Regions from separate parts of the Oryctolagus cuniculus genome. Here region 2 is linked to region 1. Evidence: chromatin contacts called from public Micro-C data. All regions are on one chromosome and are shown on one strand. Each heading gives the region's core, a stretch centred on a gene start, on an enhancer-like site or on the middle of the called end of the contact. The rest is flanking DNA. Distances are from core to core; before and after follow the strand shown. Region 1 holds the start of MIB1 (MIB E3 ubiquitin protein ligase 1). Region 2 holds the start of SNRPD1 (small nuclear ribonucleoprotein D1 polypeptide).

Region 1 (5,472 bases), core at 1,410-3,909:
CCACTCTGCCTGTCAAAAAAAAAAAAGAATAAGGTAAAAATCCATGTGTGGAACAATTATTAAATGAAAGAAAAGTGCAGATGAATATGGCTTATAAACATTTATACTTAAGAAGGATGGATTTATATTTTCAGTACATTCATTTATGTGCTGGTAATGTATAGAGTATTCTCTCAGAATACACAAGAAACTGTTAACAATGTTGGTCTCTTTTTGTACTGCTGAAACTTTATATTCTTTTGGCCGTGCACAAACATCTTCAATGTTTAAAAAGCTAGCTAATGGGGCCAGCACTGTGGCTTAGTGGGTAAGGCCACCACCTGCAGTGCCAGCATCCCATACGGGAGCTGGTTCAAGTCCCGGCTGCTCCACTTCCAATCCAGCTCTGCTGTAGCCTGGAAAAGCAGTAGAAGATGGCCCAAGTCCTTGGGCCCCTGCACCCATGTGGGAGACCAGAGGAAGCTCCTGGCTCCTGGCTCCTTGCTTCGGATCGGCCCAGCTCCAGCCACTGTGGCCATTTGGGGAGTGAACCAGCAGATGGAATATCTCTCTCTCCTTCTCTCTCTGTGTAACTCTTGACTTTCAAATAAATAAATATTAAAAAAAAAAGCTAGCTAATATATACAATTGTATTAACTACCTGCTGAAAAAACTGAGTTGGCTTATGCTAATTTCCTTTTTATTGTTGTTAACAATAACTATGAGCTCATTTCAAAATTTGTTAGGCTTTGTCAGACTCAATCATAATGTCTGGGGCAGGTGTTACAGCACACTGAGTTTAACTGCCTCTTGGGACACCAGCATCCTATTCAGGAGGGCAGGTTCAAGTCCCAACTCCTCCACTTCCCATCAAGCCTCCTGCTAAATGCACACCCAAGGAGGCAGCACATCATGGCTCAAGCACTTACACCCCTGCCACACACATGGAGACCCAGATGGTGTTCCTGGCTCCCACCTTCAGCTTGGCCCATTACCAGCTCTTAAAGGGATTTTTGAGGAGAGATCAAAGAACTCACTCTGTCCTATTCTGTTACTCTGCTTTTCATATAAAAAAAAAAAAAGAAATAAAAAGTTTTCAAGAATCATGTCTCAGAAGCAGCTCATTTAGGAATTCTGAAAAGTATCCAGAATTTGAACCATTTTCTACTAAACACAATTGCAAGGATGAATCTATGTGAAAATGGTCAAATTAAATTAGAGGGGCAAGCACATGGAATAGCAGTCAAACATCACTTGGGAGTGCAAAATAGAGTGCCTGGGTTTGAATCCCACCCAACTCAGTTCCAGATTCCAGATTCCTGCTAATGTGCATCCTGGGAAGCAGCTGGTGATGGCTCAAGTGGTTGAGGTCCCTGCCACACACGCAGGAGACCCAGTTTGGACTGAATTCTAGGCTGCCTCATCCTTGACTATTGCCAGCATTCAGGGAATGAACCAGCAGATAGGAGATTTTCTCTTTCTTTCTCTCTCTTTCTCTCTCTCTCAGGAGATTTTCTCTTTCTCTCTCTCTCTCTCTCAGATTTTCTCTTTCTCTCTCTCCCTCCCTCCCTCCCTCTTAAAATAAGCCTTTAGTCTACCATATTAAAAAATTCCCGAGTAAATGACAAACACACCCTCAGCGAATCTTAATCAAGAACCCTGATTCATTCCTGGCTGAATGGACAAGACTTTGACATTATCATACTGAGAGGAGATGTTAACAAAAAGAGTACCAGGTGGCCTCTATACTTGTCTTCCACTTGGAAGAAGTCACACAAAGAAATGGCTCAAGAACTCAGACTTCTCTACTGATATTAAATATATAAAAATAAACAATTCAGAATTAAAATAATTGCACAGAATGTTAAGTAGCATTCAGTTATTGATTTCCAAGTCATTCTGTACCACAGGCAGCAAAAAAAAAAAAAAAAAAAAAAAAAAAAATTACAAGTATCTCTACAGATCTAAGGTACTAGGGCCCCTCGGTAGCTAAGCACCATATGGCAAGGCAAGCGTCCGTTTGGATAGTTATCACTTGGTGGCTGATTAATTTCAATGGCTTTTTAGACAGGCCCCCTCCCCTAGAGGAGAGGAAGAGGGACTGAATCTGTTGTCCTCCCGGGCGCTTTGTGTCTTCCAGGCTTGAAAGCATCCTGGTGCTGGTGCTTCGATCATCTCCCTTGGGAACACGGGGGTCCTTTTTCTGCAAGTTTCTGTTCGCCAGTACGAAAGCTAAAATCCCCTTTTGGCCCTTGCCCTCTCGCTCACTCCAGCCAGGCTCTGCGGGTGAAGCGTCCCACCACCGGCCCGTCCCAGGGGGCCCCGACGCCCACCGCAGCCTCGCCCCTTCCCCGGCGCGCGCAGGCCCAGGCCAGGCGGCCGCGGCTTACCGGTGGGCGCGCTGTCCAGGATGCGCAGGTCGTAGGCCCCGGAGCAGCGATAGTTGGCGGCGGTGCCGTTGTCCCACACCACCACCACCTCCTCCGGGCTCTCGAAGCTCCGGACGGTGCCCACATGGCCCTCGCCGCCGTCCTGCTTCCCCCACTTCCAGTCCGGGCCGCGCACTACCCGGGCCCCGACGCCTTCCACCATCACCCGGTTGTTCCGGGAGTTACTCATCGGGGCCCGGGCGGTGGGCTCCGCCGCTGCCGCTGCCGCCGCCGGGGGGCCCGTGAGGGAGTTGGGCCCAGGCCGGACTCTCGGCGCCGGCGGGGGCGGCAGCGAGCCCCGGGGGACGTGGGAGTAACTCACGGGGGCGGCGGCGCGGTCCCTGCGGAGCCCACAGCCGCTGCCCAGCCGCCGCCGCCGCGCCCCCCGCTCGGACTGGAGGCCCGCCCGCGGCGGCTCACGGGCGGCGGCGGCTAAGGGGCAGTGAGGAGGGGGCCGTGGGCGGGGACTCTCTCGCTTCCTCCGGGCTCCCCGGCCGGGCTACAGCGACGGCCGCCAAGAAACCTCGCTCTCCCCCGGCCGGGAGCGCGGGGAGCGCAGAGGGCCGGGGGAGGCTGGCCCAGGGGGGACGGCGAGGACAGCGGGGAGCAAGCCGAACTGCCGGCCTCTATCCTCCCCCGGCCCCTCGCTCCGGGGTGGGCGCCCGAGCGCCGGCGCCGACTCCTCCCCCGTGGGCAGCGGTGGTACCTCCCGGCGTCCGGCCAGCGCCCGGGCCCAGGGGCCTCCTTCTCTCTGCCCCCGCGCACGCCGCCGCGCTCCGCCCCGCCACAGAGTCCCCGCCGGGCGAGAGCGGCTCCACATCCGGGTACTGCCGCAGCCAAGGCCGGAGCAGCACCTTCTCTGAGTGACTGTGGGGAGGTGGGGGATCCTCAGCAATAATAAGGTGGGAAGGGTTTCGCAGAGTCGTGCGATCTGGGAAAGAAAGGAGACGAAAACCGATTCCTAAGCGTCTTTCCAGGGCCCAATGAGAGTGCGCATGCGCGCCTTCGGGAACACCGTGGAGGGGTTGGAAGCCCAACCCCAGCCTGAGGCGGTGAAGGGGGGGGGTCCTGGGGGGGCGTTGTCTCTCCATGGCGCCGCGCGTCCCATTGGCTGTGAGGAAGGGGGCGGGGCCTGCCTGGAGGTGGGCTGGAGGAAGTGAGGATGCGGATACGAGCCGAGCTGCGCGAAGCAGCCGCTGTAGTGCGGTTAGTCTTTCACTACGTTCTGTTGTTCCTAGGTGTTCTAAGTGAATTTGCGATTCCATATTGTTTGTGTCATCTTTTAACGGGGGCAGGAATAGGACCGATTTTAGCACAGATTGAGCACAATCTGTATGTAAGGCGAAACCATTTCAAACGCGAGTGAGTGAATAATGGCACAGGTTTTGGCTAAGCAGAATGGTATTGAATGTTGAGAAGCCTTTTGAGCGGTTTATCTTCCTTTTGTCCGGAGTCATGGTGATAGGTAGACTCCACACCTTGCCCATTAATAACAACTCCCACCTACGATATAATTCAGTCCCTAAATGGAAAATACAACCCTGGAAGGAAGAGGTGTCTTACAGTGTTTTCTGGTTACTCTTACTTAAATGACATTGTGCTGTGAAGGATTTAAAACCAGTTTCCCCTGGCCTAGCACAGATGCATCGTTAGCGTAAACTGTTGCTTTTCCTCACAGCCTATTTGTTTAGGAACATTTAAAACTTTCAAGACTTTTGCTTCAAACACAAATACGATTTAAAAAAAAATGATTGCCACAGAAATTAAGTGGTTTTTCTGTTCACCTACAATTTGATAGTGGGTGAATTTCTGGCTGCTTTTTAGAAAACAAAAATATATAATAAATTTAGAGAGCAACTTTATTAGAGTAACACTATCTTCTATAACAGATAGCTCCCAAAACATATTAAAGACTCAGATACAATTTAATTGTATTTACCAATTTTATAATAGGCTAATATTCATCTCATGGTGATTCAGCGGCTTGTGCTGTTTGGCATCCCCTAACATATGTCTAGCTAAAGAAAGAGGAGAGTATTGAGGGACCATACCCATTTCTCTGAAGTCTTGGCCTTAAAATGGCACATATCACTTACATTCCATCATCTAGAGTCCATTTTTTAAATTTAGTTTCTTTATTTGAAAGGCAGAGAGAGAGAGAGAGATACAAAGAAAGAGATCACATATCTACTGGTTTACTCTTTAAATGTCAGTAACACCTTTGGTTGGGCCAGCCACAGTCAGGAGCTGAGAATTCATTCTGGTTCCCCCATGTGGGTGGCAGGGACCCAACTATTTGACCATCACTGCTGCCTCCCAGGATCTGCATGAGCAGAAAGACAGAAACAGGAAGTGAGCTGAAACAGCGACCCAGGTATTCAGATGTGGAATGCATCTATCCCAAGCAGCATCTTAACCACTATACCAGATGCAAAGGTAGCTCAATGATCAAGAACTTATGTATCAGTCAATGTCTATTTAGGAATGCCTACATCACTAAGTATTCAAAGACAAGACATTTAGCACAGAAAATTATTTGCCAAACTGTTGAAAGGCTGCAGAAGCCAAGAGAAAACATCCCCACCCCCGAGGACTGGGGGAACAAAAGAGAATGTGCTGTTTCCTAGTTTGAGTAATCACTGCATCACTGCTCCTGGAGCAACACCCACTGATTCTGGAACTGCTGCTATTAAGCTGAAAGCTGGGAGCCCACCTTGACACTGATGCTGAGACTGGGAGCCCAGAGTCACCTACCGTTGTCGTGGCCACTGCTGAAGTCAGACCTCTACAATGCAGGGCACACCCTGACCCTGCAGCTGTTGGAACTGCCCTCCTGTGTAGGAACCCAGAAGCTTCTGGGTTCACCAGAAGCGGGAAACAAAAAATGGCTTCTCCTCTCTGCAGGCAGCCTCCCAGCAGCCTCCCACATAGAACAGGAACAGTCTAATCTTTCCAAGAGAAGTGCCATTTTCACCTTTATACCATAATTCACGTTCCTGATGAGATGCAGCCATCTTGCTTTCCTTCACACCCACCTCCCTCTCTGCACCTAGAGGAGAAGGCA
Region 2 (4,807 bases), core at 1,817-4,316, 130 kb after region 1:
GAGAGGGAGAAACAGAAATAAAGGTCTTCCTTCCACTGTTTCACTCCCCAAATGGCCGCAACTGCTGGAGCTGCGCCTATCCGAAGCCAGGAGCCAGGTGTTTCTTACTCGTCTCCCATATGGGTGCAGGGGCCCAAGGACTTGGGCTATCCTCCACTACTTTCCCAGGCCGCCACAGCAGAGAGCTGGATCGGAAGAGGAGTAGCCGGGACTAGAACCTGCGCCTATATAGGATGCTGGCACTGCAGGCAGAGGATTAACCTACTGCGCCATGACACCGGCCCCTAAGCATTATTTTTCTAAGTATCATAAAGTCTGTCTTCTTATCTAGGGGCTCTCTGAGAAAAAATATTGTTTTGCTATTCCCAGAATCCTTCTAAATTAAACTTTTTCTTTTTTTCAATTGTGAGCTATACTCCTCTATCAGGTCAATGGTAGGTCTCTCATTAACCATTATTTGCAAAACCCAAACTCTTTTAATATTTTAAAAGTTGCTTTAAAATTTTTTAAAAAGGATTTTCAGTTAATCTGAGGAGAGGGAGAGCAAGAGAGTGAGAGATCTTCTATCCACTGGTTCACTCATTAAGTGTTCACAGCAGCTGAGGCTGAGCCAGGCTGAAGTGAGGAGTCACAACTCAATTAGGTCTCCCACACGGATGGCAGAGATCCAACTACTGGACCCATCACCTGCTGCCTCCCACAGTGCACATTAACAGGAAACTGGAATCAGAAGCAGGGTTAGGACATGAACTCAGGCTCCTTGATACAGGATGTGGGTGTCCCAAGCATCATCCTAACCACTGCAACAAATGCCTCCTCCCCCCAAAATCCAATTTCTTTACTCTTTTCTGGAGGAGAGTGAAAGCTAAGCCAAGGAAGAAATGTGTTCAGATGATCATGGTTATTTTTTAGTGCACAAAGAAATGAAATGAACCCAACTTCTAGAAGGAAAAACAAATTTTGCCAAGTTTGGTATTACAGAATAATTAAGATTTAATCTATCTACAAATTGAGACCTCTAGTATTAATCAGAAATGAAAAATATTCAAAAGGATAATACTCAAGAAAATTTATTTTTCCCACAAACTATTTGTACTCTTTCATAGCATGTTTAGGAAAGTGACTTTAGTTTTTTAAAAGAAAACCTAGAGTAAGTTTCAGACATGAATTATACATAAAATTACTTATGTACCAAAAATAAATGCATATGAAGTGACTTCAAAAAGTTCATGGGAAATGGACTTTAAAAAGATGAGTTTATTTTGGGGCCTGTGTTGTGGCACAGCTGGCTAAGCCACCACTTGTAATGCTGGCATCCTGTACTGGAGTATCGTACTGGCTGCTCTACTTCCCATCCAGACCCCTGCTAATGTGCCTGGAAGACACAGGAAGATGGCTTAAGGACTTTGGTACCTGCCACCCACCTGGGAGACTAGGATGGAGTTCCTGGCTCCTGGCTTCAGCCTGGCCCAACCTAGCTGTTAGGACCATTTGGGGAGTGAACTAGTGGATGAAAGATCTTTTTCTGTCCCTCTCTGTTTTTTGCCTTCCAAATAAACAAATAAATCTTAAAAAGATAGGTTTATTTTTGTGCAAAAACTTTGAAACTCATGCACAAAAAAAGGTTTTGTACTCTTGTACATTGTAATTATATATTATGAAAAAACTATGCATGAATTTCAAAAATATTTTGCTTCAAAATAAATTCATTGTCCATCTTATTGTTGCACGACCTTTTTGAAACACTCTTATGACTTCTTACGGTGTCGGACATTTGTAAGGACTCCTATGCTCCTGATGGAGGCTAATACAATAGGGTGGAACAGGTCACTCAGGAGCAGAGACCTGTTTCATGGGACTGGAAACTTGTACATCCCCATTGTGTGTATTTATGCCAGAAAGTGAGTTACTAAAGATAAAGTGGTTAACCAATGAAAAGTAATCATAGATTTCTGATACTCTAAAGGTGAAAGCAAACTGGTGGGTCAGAGCCACAAGCAAATGATTAGCTTTAAGCAGGCTAGCAATTTACTCCTGACTTTTTCCCAATTGGAGCCATCTGGCATATTAGCCATTAGACAACTATGAGGTACTAGGGGTGGAGGTCGGGGCGGTGACCAGGTCTTTGCCAAGTTAACTCAACCCAGGGTAAAGTGAAGAACGGCCTCACCCATCAACACTCTAGCCATAAAATCTCAACGAATCTGCTCACGGCAATTTTGTGGAAAATGTTAGAAAAAAACCAGGCTTGACAGAGAGCACATTTAGGTTGGAAGTCGGCTTCAAAAAAGAAGCAGTTGGGGAGAACCCATTCTTCGTCTCTCCTGCATGGCACAAGCACCAATTCATCCATCCTCACAATTCTGCAATCGTGGAAAGAATAGCACCTTAAGTGTATTCAAAAGCAGCGTGAGAACTAGTGACAAAACCCTGGATTCCATCTCGAGCTTTCAAAGAGCCAAAGCCCTATCTGAACATCCGCCCCGGCTAACCCTAGTGGCACATTCTACCATTTCTTGCAGGCTCTTGTGCTCTCGCGCGCGAGGAGGGGGTGACGCCCTGAATTTTTTGGCGGCTCTGGAGTTCAGTTTCGGATACCCCAGCGCGCCTTCCTTACACGGGCCCATATCGAAGATGAAAAAGCATTTGGACAAGACACCGCAGATAAAAAGACTCGAAGCCGACAGGGCATTTTCCGCCATTGCTGGGGGCCTGTTGGTGTTAATCCTGGAAATGACAGCAGGGAGGACCAGCGGCCGCCGCTAGGGGGCGCCGCCGCTTCTCCGCCGGGCGCCCACCCGCGGAGACGCGCACACGCGAGGCCTCCCACCGCGCCTGCGCTAAGGATGGCCGCTGGCTCGCCTTTCCCCGACGCCCCAGCCGTCCGAGCCAGGGTGAAAATTGCGTGACACGCACCGAGCGTGGCGGCCATCTTCGTCTTCTGGGCACGTCAGCTGAGCCGGTTAGGGCTGAAGAGGAGCGTTGCGCAAGCGCATCCAAGACGGTCACAGGTAACTCCCATCTGACGGGCGAGGCGTCGCCGTCGTCGCCGGAAGTTTGGTGTTTGCGCCGCGGGGAGGCGGCGGTCGCGGCAGAAGCAGCTGAGTGTCTCCGGGTACCCGGATGTGAGGCGATCTGCCGGCTGCAGTTGGACTCCCGGGCCAGGCAAAGAAAGGTACGCGAGCGTCTCTGACGGCCCCGCCGCTTACGACCGCACCTCGGGTTTGCCAGCTGCTGCGGAGAGCGGACGGCTTTCGCTTTCCTGTCCCACCCTCTGGGTCGCGCTGCCTCGCACGCCTCTTCCCGTGGCCGGGGTCCCCGCTCCTCGTGCCCCGGGGAGGGAGGTGGGAGGCTCGGAGACGCCGTCGCCTGAGGTAGGCGCTAACCTGCGCGCTCGCCGGCCGGCCGCGGCATCACCTGCCGCTGCCGCCTGGGCCGTCGGGGTTACTCAGGGGCCGTGTCCGCAGGCGCTCGGGACCGTGGGGGCTTCCAGAGCCCCCCGAGGTGGCGTGCAGCCATTGCGCCGCGCGGGGCAGGTAGCCCCGGGCCTGGTCCCCGCCCCCGGCGTCCCCGCTCGCCCCGGAGCCGCGCTTCCTGCGGTGTGCTCGCCTGCCCCCGCCGCCGCCCGCAGACCTGGCCCGCGCCCGGAGGCCTCTGCAGTGCGCGCCGCGGGGCTGTGGGCATCTCCCCGTGTTTACAGCTTGGGTGGCTCGGGGCCAAGGTCATGGAGTAATTGGGGTTGGCAATTGGGGTCTGGGCACAGGTGGGGCTGTCGTGGAGCAGAAATGGGCGCGTTGAGGGCCGTAGTGCAATTTTACAGCGCTTGGAGAGGTGCGAGCAGAAGGAAATTGAGTCCTCGATTTTTGTCACTTTTAATAAGGTGATTTTACAACGAGGGTTTATTTTGCACAGGCGGAGTGGGATGGCAAGTGCAAAATTTAGAGGACTCTGCCGTTCGTCCCTCCCACCCCCCTTCAAATGATGTGTTTGGAAAACCTGGCGCTACAGAATTTTCCAGGGGGTGGAGGTTTGGCGGGGGAGGAGGAGGAAGGAGTTACAGCGTGAGGATTGGAGAAGTCCTGTGTACCGTGCTTTCTGTAGTTTCAGCAGGAAGTGATTGCAGCGTGCAGTATCTGAGTAGTATTATAAAATAATCCATTTTGTTTTCTGCAAAGTGCTACATAGTGAAATGATAAGCTGCCCTCCCCCCACTTTTTTTTTTTTTTTTTTTTTTGTAAACTGGCTCAAGCAGGATTTTAGTTGAAAGCGTCCAGGTTGCTTTCAGCCTGTCTTGTGATCAGTTTCTCCTCTACAGGGCACCAACACCAGTAGAATTTTTTCAACTTGCAAAAACTTAAAAATTCTCACCACCTACGTGGCAATGAGAAGTGCTTTAAAAGTGTTATTTTGGAAGCTGCAGATTCAGTCCTAGACCATGCGAGGAAAGGAGAAAACTAGGACTGTAATAGTCACCCCTTGTCGCCAGAAAGCAGATCATGCTTCTTAAGTCAGCTGTGACTTTGGAAGCAAGGCCCTTTGAACAGAATTTGCCCTGGTTTAAGGGCTTTACTCACCTTAATCATTCCTAACTGAAGAAAATATGCTATCATTTCTCCTTGCTCAGTCAGTGTTAAAATCTGTGGTGAACAAGATTTTTTTTTCTTTTTCTTTTTCTTTTTTTTTTTAGCATCTGCCCTGGACAAAGCTTTGTGCTGGCATTTAAATAAATTATGCTTCACAGAAGAACTAAAAAAGGACCGTAATTAATGAATACCATTAACTCACTTTGCTGCATGGCCTTTTTTAG

Evidence for each region. Hi-C and Micro-C count contacts between places; a contact is called where the count stands out from the background.
Region 2: a contact with region 1 is called in a Micro-C map of ear pinna, with 5 times the contacts expected there. The contact joins the promoter of SNRPD1 here to the promoter of MIB1 in region 1. A contact is called at or near these places in 2 of 6 Hi-C or Micro-C datasets (ear pinna and an unstated tissue).

Annotation. Positions count from the first base shown.
Region 1 is chr10:55,908,474-55,913,945 of mOryCun1.1, forward strand. It overlaps MIB1 (MIB E3 ubiquitin protein ligase 1), which reads right to left and starts at 2,660. Exons shown (of 21, transcript XM_002713451.5): 1 at 2,370-2,660. The coding sequence starts at 2,598.
Region 2 is chr10:56,041,094-56,045,900 of mOryCun1.1, forward strand. It overlaps SNRPD1 (small nuclear ribonucleoprotein D1 polypeptide), which reads right to left and starts at 3,067. Exons shown (of 4, transcript XM_070050401.1): 1 at 2,917-3,067. ESCO1 (establishment of sister chromatid cohesion N-acetyltransferase 1) reads left to right here and starts at 2,832. Exons shown (of 12, transcript XM_051852066.2): 1 at 2,832-3,011.